3 separate regions of the Zea mays genome follow, and regions 1 and 3 are each linked to region 2. The links are chromatin contacts, called in public Hi-C maps. All regions are on one chromosome and are shown on one strand. The core of a region is the stretch at or near the end of the contact, and the rest is flanking DNA. Distances in the headings are between cores, read along the strand shown.

Region 1 (3,308 bases), core at 506-3,005, 210 kb before region 2:
TGGTTTGGATTGCAGGAGTGGGTCTTATGAAAACGGACGCTTAGGCCACATACGGACTCCGTTCTCGATGTTCTAGATACCGTTAGAAAGTTAAAGAGATAGGTGTTCCAACCCAACTGGTCCCAGGTCAAAATATGCTTGGAGTTGATTGGAATCATCATAATAAGATTACCTCCAGAATTTGTCAGAAATCAGTGACACCTATTTTGGGGCTAAAATGCTAAAAGCCTTGTACATCTTAGGGTTGCTCGGCCACCGCTTGAGTCGATGACGACTCCAATTCAAGTGGAGGAGGATGACGAGGACATCACTCCCATACAAATAATGCATGGGCCGATAACACGAGCACGCGCATGACAAATAAATGTCTAGGTTCATTCTTACCTAGTCAATTGTATTTTAGAGCTTACGCTTTGTGCCATGGATGTTTTGATGATTAGAAATCTTGGAGAGAACCATCAAGGACTTGGAAAATGCCAAGATGTCAAGGAGGAGAAGCTATGACGTTCACAACAAGAGAAAGCCAAGTTTGACTCAACTTCTTCTCCACCTCGGAGTTCAGGACTAGTCTGCACTAAAACGGACGCCCAAGATGCATCTGAACTCCGATCAGTTTGGACTTTATATGAATTTAAAGATAAGAAGGTAAGATTTCCAACCCAACTGGAACAACCTTAAAATTCATCTGGAGTCGATGGGAATCGTTGAAACAAGTCAGCGTTCAGATTCTATTTTAGTGGTGCAACACCGTCTGTTGGGCTGTTGGGTCGTGTATCGTGTTGGAACCCATTAGGGGTACCTCTAGGGGTTGTGCATGCCCCTAACCTCTATTTTAACAGTAGTCGTCGCCACATTAGGGTTTGGGTTTTGCTTATATCATATCTGTAATCGAACAGTATCGTCGTTCATCGATGTGACACCCCACCTCGTGATCAATGCAATTTTGATTGTGTTCTTCATGTTCTTGCTTGTGTTATATTGCGATTGCAGGGATAAGCCTTCGTGACGAGGTCACTCGTGTGTCACAGATGATAACCAACGGAGCAGTGACGTAGTGATTGCATGAAGACAACTCCAGTTTTACCATGGTGCACACCTTAACAAATATATACAAGATCTTAGAAATACGTGATCAAAAAGTCAACGTGGTGTTGACCTAACCTTAGAGCATGTTTGAGAGAAGGGGATTGTAGGGGCTAAATTCCGCTCGCTATTTAAAATTGAATAGCGAGAGGAATTTAGCCCTTCCAATCCCTTCATTCAGCTTGCTCCTAAACTAGCCCTTAGGGCGAGTTTAGAAACCCAAATCCTATAGTGCTTCCAAATAAATTCTTAGTGCTGATTTGGTGACAAGAGATTTAGAGAGGATATATGAGAGAGGAAAAATCTCTTCCTATTCAATTTAAATAGCAATGTATTTTCTCCTCCATAAATCTTCTATAATTTTCTTATCACTAAACCAATCCCAAAGGCTAGTTTAGTAACACCATTTTATCAAGGGATTTTTATTTTTCTAAGTTTATTTTTCCCATAGAAAAATAGAAATTACTTGAGAAAATAGAAGGTGTTCCAAACTAGCCATAAATTAGAAAATCCATTGATATTCAACCTCTTCAAATCCCCGGTCAGCACGTACGTGTCCACTTTCCACGCCTCCCGGCCTTCGTCATTTCGGGGGCTGTCGACTGACCCAGCAGGCCAGCATTTCTTCGTCTTCTCGTTCACGCAATCACGCCCCCGCCAAACCCAAACCGACCGAAAGCGGAAAGCAAATAGCAGACGGCAGACAACAGTCGAGGGGACACAGGAAGGCGCGAAGAAGACCGAGATCCTCGCCCAACGCCATCACGCCACTCCCCCAATACTCAGGTGTCAGGACAGCGAGCAGGCACAAGCAGATCTCACTCCACGTTGCTCCTTCCGCCCTTCCTCTCCGCCGCTCCCCGGTTGGTCTCCTCCTCATGGCTGCAGGACCCCACGTTCTCCACCGATCAAGGGTTGCTTTTACTTATCTTTTATATTCCTAAAAAGAAAATTCCTGCAGGAAGGATCATGGAGCGCGGGATTCTTGGCTCCAGGGGCGCCGTCCAAATCTTGGGGTCGAAGACCGGGGCCGCGATGTGAGTGCCCCTCGGTCCCTTTTTCTCTTATCATTTTTTTGCTTTGTGATCCGGTCTAGTCAGGTCCGGGATCGTATCGTGGAACTAACTAATTCAGTTTTTATGATGGTTGGAGTGAAAAATGTTGTATATGATCCTAGAATTGATCATTTTACCACTGCTCCTGACCTTGGGGCTGTGAAGCCGTGGTATTCTACCATTATTTAGTTTTTCCGTTCTAACATTTTTTTCACTAGTGATCCATTGTTTCCCCACCCGAGCAACCCTCATTTGGGAAATTAGTACCTGAGTAAGATCAATTTCTATTTGATCTCAATAGAAGATATGTTACGAGAAGAATTGAGTGTATCTAATCTGCTGGCATAATACAATACCGTGGGTTTACAAACCTTGGGTTTGTACTTTCTGGAAGAAGGGTTAATGCTACGAGGCAGTTTATAAACCCACAGTATCTGTTTAGTTGATTGTTTTTGTAATACTCTGAAAACTGAATTTATACGAATTTAAAAGGACCTACTCGTCGGAGTATATGTAAGTATTTAAGTTATATAGCTAAATCAAGGTTATGGCTAGCTGGTGGTAGACATTTTGATTTGAACCTGTAGTAAATCAGGGCATAATGCTATGTGACACTTCATCCTTCAGACCTTCACATCACTAATTTTACAATCTTTTAGAGATGTGCTCAAGCTGAGGTTAGATGATATCGCTACTGGGGGTGGACATACGGAATGGCCGTTGTCTTCAGATTGGCTGATGTCTTCTGTTGGCATCCAAGCATACATCATGGATTTGATATTTGATTGTTGGTCTACTGTTGGCAGGTCATGTGGCAAAACAACCTCTACAAGTTTTACTTGTTCTACCAAACACGAGCTGAACTTGCATGTGAATGTTAAGCCGTTGCAATTGGCAACAGATGGATCCTCTCGTTTGGCATACAAAACTCCAGTGCTTAAAAATCAGTGGAATCTTTCTGCTAGTTCTTCCTCTGCAAATGTGGTTACCACTTTTGATGATGACAAAGGTGTACCTTCCAGTTTTGCTGAAGAAAAGATCGGAGTACTGTTATTAAATCTTGGTGGTCCAGAAACCCTAGACGATGTTCAACCATTCTTGTTCAACCTATTTGCTGATCCAGTAAGTGGTCATACCCCAGTACCCCACAGCTATTATTCCTTTGCCAGT
Region 2 (3,587 bases), core at 683-3,182:
TCAGCTCCATCGGCTCGCACAGTCCAGGAGGCAAACCTTCCCCTTCCCCATCAGGCATGGAATGTCCGCCGCTGCTCCTCCACAAGTCGCATGAGCTCAAGCGGAGGTCCTCTTGAACTGACAAATCGGCGAAGCCTGAGGGCGCGGTGATGGCTGTCTTTGCTAGTGTTGTCGGATATGGTGGTACTGGTGGTGACAAGGGAAATTGGTGGTCCAGTCTTGTGGTAGCTGACTTTCTCCAGGTAGCAAGATATTGCTGTGTTTGTTTGATCAGTCAAAGCATCAAACAGACAGACCTACGTTCATGTGAACTGCCTCATGCATGTGCTAGATTGAAAAAAAAAGTTATCATATTTTGTCATGAGATTATGATTCTACTAGCTAGCATCCTTAGCACACTTGAGATGTTGTTGACTCGTGTCCTAGTGTCCTCTGTGTTGATCCATGTATGCACAGCGATTCATGTTGGGAGTTGGGACTGGGACATGTTAACACCAGATGTTTCAAGCTTCGTACTTTGCCTCAGTTGTCCATGCATGCAGCAGGCATCCCAGTACTTCACCTGCTGTTGAACTTGAAGACTAGTGTATTCAGCTTATGAAAGATTCATGCTGAGTTTGTACCCCCACAAATTGCTAGTTGCAACTTTGAACTATATTTTCCTTTTCTTCGTTTTGAAAAGATTGAACCACCTATTCAGCACAAGATTAATACACCATTTCGATTGGGAAAACAGTATCGTTTTAATTGACAGACCAAACTACAGGTTCTCCGCATTAGGCTTAAAATAATGAAATTTAGAAATTTCCAGAGAGAGAACCGTTGCAATGACTGTCAAATTCAAACTGACATGATGTGATAGCTTGAAAATAAACCTTGGTACACGGGTGACTGAGGGCGGATATTCGTAGCATCCTCCTGAAGATGCCTGCCATACCAGCATCCAAAACCAAAAATGCAAATACAATAATAAGCCTTGGGTTACTGTCGAGTGTCGACAACGACCAGCTCGCTTCCAACTGGGGTTAGGATATTTCGCGTGCTAGCTTCGTCACACCATTTTCAACATTGTCATGTCAATAAAAGTAAGATAAAATAAAGAATAAAATATGTTCTTTTAACCAAGAGTTTTATAACATAATTTAATAGGGTAACACTTGACTTAAATGTTGCACCTAAATAACAAATAGAAATAGATAGATATGAAATAAATTGTTATCAATAATGATTTCACGCGCTTTTCAATACCTTAGCAGTGTTTGACATAGTTTTATGGTGATGAATTTATTTTTACATATTTCATAATAAATATATCGGTATGTCATAAAAAATCTTATGTGGTATACTAATTAATGTCATAAATCTCTAACAAAACTCTCATTGATAATGAACTTAAAAGGACAAGCTTTATTTCAAGATGAAATCGAGGGCTCGAGGCCTGCCTGATCAGTAGATGTGATAGTTCCAGCAAGGATGGTAATTCCGAGATTTTGAAGACTGCAGACAAATCCTGGTAGCATCAGGCTTGCAGGGCTTGTTCCTTTTTGCTGTCAATCCATGTGTATTAGTTGGGTTTAAATATCAAACAAATCAAAATCTTTTATAATTTTTTTTAATTCCATTCAATCTAGCCGGTTAGCATTTGCCAGCTAGATATGTGACCAGGGATTAACTAAATTGTTTTAATTTAATTTCATACTAACCACAAAAAACAGGAAACTAAACGGTTTTCGACAAAATTTCGAATTTTTCGATCAGTTTACAAATCCAAAATAAAAAAACGGTTTTCGTGAATCATTTTTTTTCTAAAAAAATATTCGAAAACCGCTACGAAGTTCGTTGTTTTTTAAAAAAAACGATGGTATTCCCCGTCTTCAGTCTGCACTTGTTCCTCTCAACTCCCTTCCCTCCACCGGCTCTGTCATTCTGTCCTCCATTACCGCCACCTCCTAGTTTCTCGCGCCTCGCCGTCGGCGAGCGGCGCCACCGTCGGCGTAGAGCCAGGCCCGAGGCCATTCCTCCCTCGCAGGGAGGCGTCGCCGTTGCCCCGCCCTCTGGGCTAGCGCGGCGTGGAGGGGACAACTGGAGATCCGCCTGTCTCTGCTTGGATTGCTTTTTCCTCCTCTCGCCGGTAGGCCAGCGACCCTGCCTCGCTCATGTTCCACGGATCCCCTTGCTTCTTGTGCCAGGTCGCTCGTTGGTTTTATCAGTTCTGGACCAAATCCAAACATTTGTCTTTCTCAGTCTCGATTCCGTTAGCTTTCATGCGGTTTCTGCGTCGCTAATCTAGTCTGTTTTTTCAATTGAGATAAAAAAATTAGTCTGAGATAGCGTTTTAATTGAGCATTCCGATGTGTCAGGTCATTTATATGCCTGTATAGGAACTGAATAAGAACTTTATGAATTTCTGGACGTATATCATCTATTTCTTCATCATATGGTGTGCATAATTGTCAGGGAAAGTCTTGTGATTTCACTAAAAGGCTGGTGATCAGTGTCCCTGCACGCTGCACTGGACCACTAGAAATCTTTGCACTTATTTCACTTTGTGTGTTAGTGATTTGTGGCTGACTATAAATCTATAATGGTGTGAAGTATCTAATATTTTTCTGAGTTTTGATAAACCTATTAGCTTCAATGTGGCAGTGCATGATTCAAAAAGCTTTGCAAGCAGAGAGTTGCTGAATTGAAGAGGGAATTGCATAAGTCAGAAAGTTCTATTGGGTCAGTACCAGTTTGTACTTATCTGAACATATTTTTGTGCATGTGGGTTGCTGCAAGAGCTAAATATACAGTTCATGTATAGTTTTTTACACTAGCAATGCACTAGGCTTCTCATTAATGATCGGATCGTCTGATCCTTTCCCTATGAAAGATTTAGGAGAAAACTCAAACCTGGTACACAATTCTGACTACAACCTTTTGCAAGCAGCCCTCTTGAGGAGCTGTTACGCTGACGTTATTGTCAAAACTGGTGGCATTCCTAGTCAAGTATGGTTATGAAATGATTGCCAACCTTAAGCCCAGACACAGAGTATTTCTTTTGCCATGTATTCCAAGATTTTAGTGGCACACTTCTAAAGCCTTATCAATGTGAGCTTACTGATTTTTCAACTCAAGTTCTTGTGCACAAGTAACACAACCATATATATAAAGTTCTTGAATCTCTCGGTTAATCAAACAATCACGTGTAGTTCATCCACAATCTTGTTTTGTCACATCATGGTGCAACACGCATGCAGAAGCAAATTACCATGATCTTGATTTTGGCTTGGATACCACACATCCCATGCAATTTTTTTGTTGCTCCTGTTGAAACGCATGGGCAATCACCTTGGTAGAATGATAATATCGAATGAAGCTGTTCATGTAGGCCATGTATTTTTTTAGAGTTCAGTCACTTACATTTTACTTGTGGGATTGGTCGCCTTCTCGAGCCCAGGGCCCATACACGATTTGGCCCATGCTTGCTTTGTTCTAGCCTTCATGTATAACCCATTTGTTTCTTTGGCACATGAAGACAGAACTACCCTACTGCTGCGTGAAGACGATGGAGTGGCCACCACCGTCGACGTCACCATCGCCGT
Region 3 (3,343 bases), core at 449-2,948, 160 kb after region 2:
GCAATTACAACTGACCGAGCACTGAACAAGCAGGGAAAATAACTTGGGGGGGGGGGGGGGGGGGGGGACTAACCCTACGTTCCCGCAACAGATGCTCCTGACGACGTCCTTGATTCCCCGGTTCGGGAACTTGCCCTCCGAGGCTGCAAATTCGACCACAATCAATCATCACGACCAAATGAGAAGAATCCTAAACAGAAAGCAGGCTCGTACATAATCGAACAGGACCAAGAAACAAGTATGAGAACCTAAACGCACGAGCTCGAGGGTCTGCTTGCAAATATACTTGCCGGCGAGGGGACTCGCGATGCGCGCCAGCGCCCCCAGGGCCTTCTTTGTCGTCGGACGTCGGCACGACCTGGAGAACGTACCGCGGCTGGCCGGCTGCTGCGTGCGTGAGGCGGCGGCGGCCGTGCGTGGGTAAGCTAGTAAACCTGAATCAAAACCATCCAATAAATTACCCATACCAACAAAACATCTGTTCAGTGCAAACTATTCAGTTAAGTCACCACCATTGAGAGGACACCACATAAGTTAGGTGTCGTTTTGAATGCCGGCTTTATATAATAGAATGTATTTTTTTTGTTCAGACCATATTATGTGATCAATTATAGAAATTTGTCTAACTGTAGTTTTGAGGAATATAAAACATCCTTTATATTTGAGACACTCATGCCACCAACCTCAAAGCTAGTAAACATTCGGTGTGATCAAATATGGTGGGTGTAAGGGACAAGTTAGATGAGTAAGGTACATATCATTTCTCGGGCGATGTCAAAAAGACAGTTACCATGGCAGACAACCAGGCAACGTTTGTCACTTATGGGGTAAGATTTGCATATTTTAATGGTTGCACAACCAAGATAGGATGTCTCAGTAACACACATGCAAAAGTATCAAAGGGCTAGAAATAGTTAGCAAGCACTATGTGATTGCTCAATCAAAAGATTCCTCGGTCCGTAGTTTTCTTAATGAAATGGAGTGAATCAGAAATCAATAAATTTGGCATTCACAGAGATCTAAACAAGCTTCTACGGGTAGAGGGAGCTTACCAGCTTAACGATGCGGTCGCGGAGCTCGTAGGTGAGCACGACGACACCACTGCGGGCGAGCGCGCTGCGGCCTGCGGCTCCGGGCGAGCGCTGCGGCGGCCTGCGGCTCCGGGCCTCCGGCGCTCCGCGGCTGGCGCCTGGCGGTGGCGGGCGACGGGGCGAGCGCGCTGTGGCCGCTGTGGGCGGCTGCGCCTGGCGGTGGCGGCCTGGCGAGCGAGCGCGCTGGCGGGCGAGCGCCTGGCGGTGGCGGCCTGACGGGCGAGCTGGAGCCTGGAGAGGACAGAGGAGGGCAGGAGCAGGAGGCGCGGGCCGCGGGCGAGCGCGCTGCGGCGCTGGAGCTGGAGCCTGGAGAGGTGGTGCGGCCGCGCGGTACCAGGACGGACAGCAGGAGAGCCAAGCGGCGGCTGGAGCTAGGGTTGGGGCTGGGCCCGACGATGGGCCTCTAGTGGGCCGCAACTTCCGACCGGGGCTGCCTCCTAGATATGTCGTCGAGGTGTTGGATGTTTGCCGGCGGTGTCTCGGCGACGAGGGGCGTGGCCTGGATGAAGGTCGTCGTCGTCGAGGAGATGAAGGGACGAGGGTCGAGCAGACGAACGACGGCGGTCGAGGGAGGACGGCGGATATCTGGGCGCGCGACTGGGTTTTTGCGCGCGCGGGAGGAAAGGGAAGGTAATTAGGGAATTGTTGGAGTGCTTGTTTTCTTGTTTTTTTCCTAAAACATGAATTTGGGAATGAAATTAAGGAGCTGTTGGGATGCCTTCAGGGGGGTGTTTGGTACCCTATTTGGTAGTATAGGGTTTAAAATTAGACCTTTGTGCAAGTTGGGGGTCGAAAAATGGACTTTGGGACTGTTTGTTTACCCCAATGGATTATATAATCTGGATTATTTTTGCAGGATTATATAATCTGGATTATATAATTTGGATTATATAATCTGAGTAGTCATGTTTGTTTACCCAGATTATCTGGCGTGTTTCTGTTGGGTGGCAGGCTTCTCCGATCCGATAGGCGCAAAAACGATTCGGTAGATTATAATGGCAATGGTGGGTAATTTCTAGGAAACTTGAAAGGGTAGTGGGAAGTGGGAAAAAAATAATCTGAAATAAGCACCTCCTCACTTGCTTATGGATTATCATAATCCAAGGGCTTAGATTATATAATCTGGGCAAATAAGCTAGACTGTTTGTTTGTCTCTTAGGATTATTTAATCCAGATTATATAATCTGGGAGGTAAACAAACAGGCCCTTTATCTATTAATAATCGGTCTCCCTAAGGGTCTGCTTCTTTAAAACACTAGTTTTATATGCAGTGCGTCACATAATAGCAAGTTTAATAGTATAGATCATAATAGGCTTTATAATATTATAATGTCACATATAACTGACTAAAAGTCTACTCATATAATAATTATTCCATAATATAATCTATATATTTAATACTTCTTCTCGTAAAGTGTCTTATAGTATGTGAGCGGCCCATTTTAAGCTGCCTATTAGTGAGCGGCTGTTGAGCTCTAAAAAGAGCAGTGCAGACGGTCCGGCCCCGAGGCCGGACGGTCCGCGGTCCGGACTGTCCGCGGTGGTGACGCGGACGGTCCGCGCGCGCAGAGTCAGTTAGGGTTCCTAGTTTCTCGCGGGATTTGTTACCTAAAACCGCGGGATTAACTCGGGAAACAGTTGGAAACGGATCCAGACCTCCCCCTTTATATAGATGAAGGGCTACGGCCGATTGAACCCCCAACAATCGAACAAATCAAGTCTATTACTCGTTTTTACCTTATGCATTAGGAGTAGTTCTAGTCTATTTCTAGTTTAGCCCTAGTTTAGTATTCCAATCCCCAAATTCTCCGCCTCTCCTCGACTCTACGTCGATTAGAGGAGTCTAGGTCGGCCTGCCCGAGCCTAGACAACTCCTAGGATCTCTCCTCCCCGACGGGGTCCCTCCCGGGAGCGAGATCCAGGCGCCGTCGGCGATCTTCCGCCGCCCCTACGCACGTGCGGACCGTCCGGCCCTAGGGCGCGGACCGTCCGGCCGTTAGGCAGGGAATCCTAGCTCCTGCACCAGGTCGCGGACCGTCCGGCCCTATGTCGCGGACCGTCCGCTCTTGTGCAGAGAGCACCGCCACGCCTCGCACCAGGCCGCGGACCGTCCGACCCCTGCGCGCGGACCGGCCGCCCCTGTGCAGAGGGCACCGCCGCCGGTTCTTCTTGAGTGATTGGCGCTCCGAAAAAGCGTCAACATACTTTTTGGCGACTCCGCTGGGGAATAGGTGTCTAGATCTGCTAAAAAT

Evidence for each region. Hi-C and Micro-C count contacts between places; a contact is called where the count stands out from the background.
Region 1: a contact with region 2 is called in a Hi-C map of tassel, with 2.3 times the contacts expected there. The contact joins the promoter of LOC100216845 here to the promoter of LOC103647350 in region 2. A contact is called at or near these places in 3 of 25 Hi-C or Micro-C datasets (endosperm, leaf and tassel).
Region 3: a contact with region 2 is called in a Hi-C map of endosperm, with 3 times the contacts expected there. The contact joins the promoter of LOC103647355 here to the promoter of LOC103647350 in region 2. A contact is called at or near these places in 4 of 25 Hi-C or Micro-C datasets (ear, endosperm and leaf).

What each region holds. Positions count from the first base shown.
Region 1 is chr2:177,728,088-177,731,395 of Zm-B73-REFERENCE-NAM-5.0, forward strand. LOC100216845 reads left to right here and starts at 1,756. Exons shown (of 10, transcript NM_001143237.1): 1 at 1,756-1,946; 2 at 2,032-2,120; 3 at 2,945-3,260. The coding sequence starts at 2,053.
Region 2 is chr2:177,941,589-177,945,175 of Zm-B73-REFERENCE-NAM-5.0, forward strand. It overlaps LOC103647350 (phosphatidylinositol N-acetylglucosaminyltransferase subunit P-like), which reads left to right and starts at 1,933. Exons shown (of 5, transcript NM_001301535.1): 1 at 1,933-2,131; 2 at 2,647-2,724; 3 at 3,521-3,587. The coding sequence starts at 3,551. LOC100282682 (myb family transcription factor-related protein) reads left to right here. Exons shown (of 6, transcript NM_001155589.1): 6 at 1-628. The coding sequence ends at 116.
Region 3 is chr2:178,106,574-178,109,916 of Zm-B73-REFERENCE-NAM-5.0, forward strand. LOC103647355 (leucine--tRNA ligase, cytoplasmic) reads right to left here and starts at 1,699. Exons shown (of 4, transcript XM_008671898.4): 1 at 1,053-1,699; 2 at 249-434; 3 at 74-143.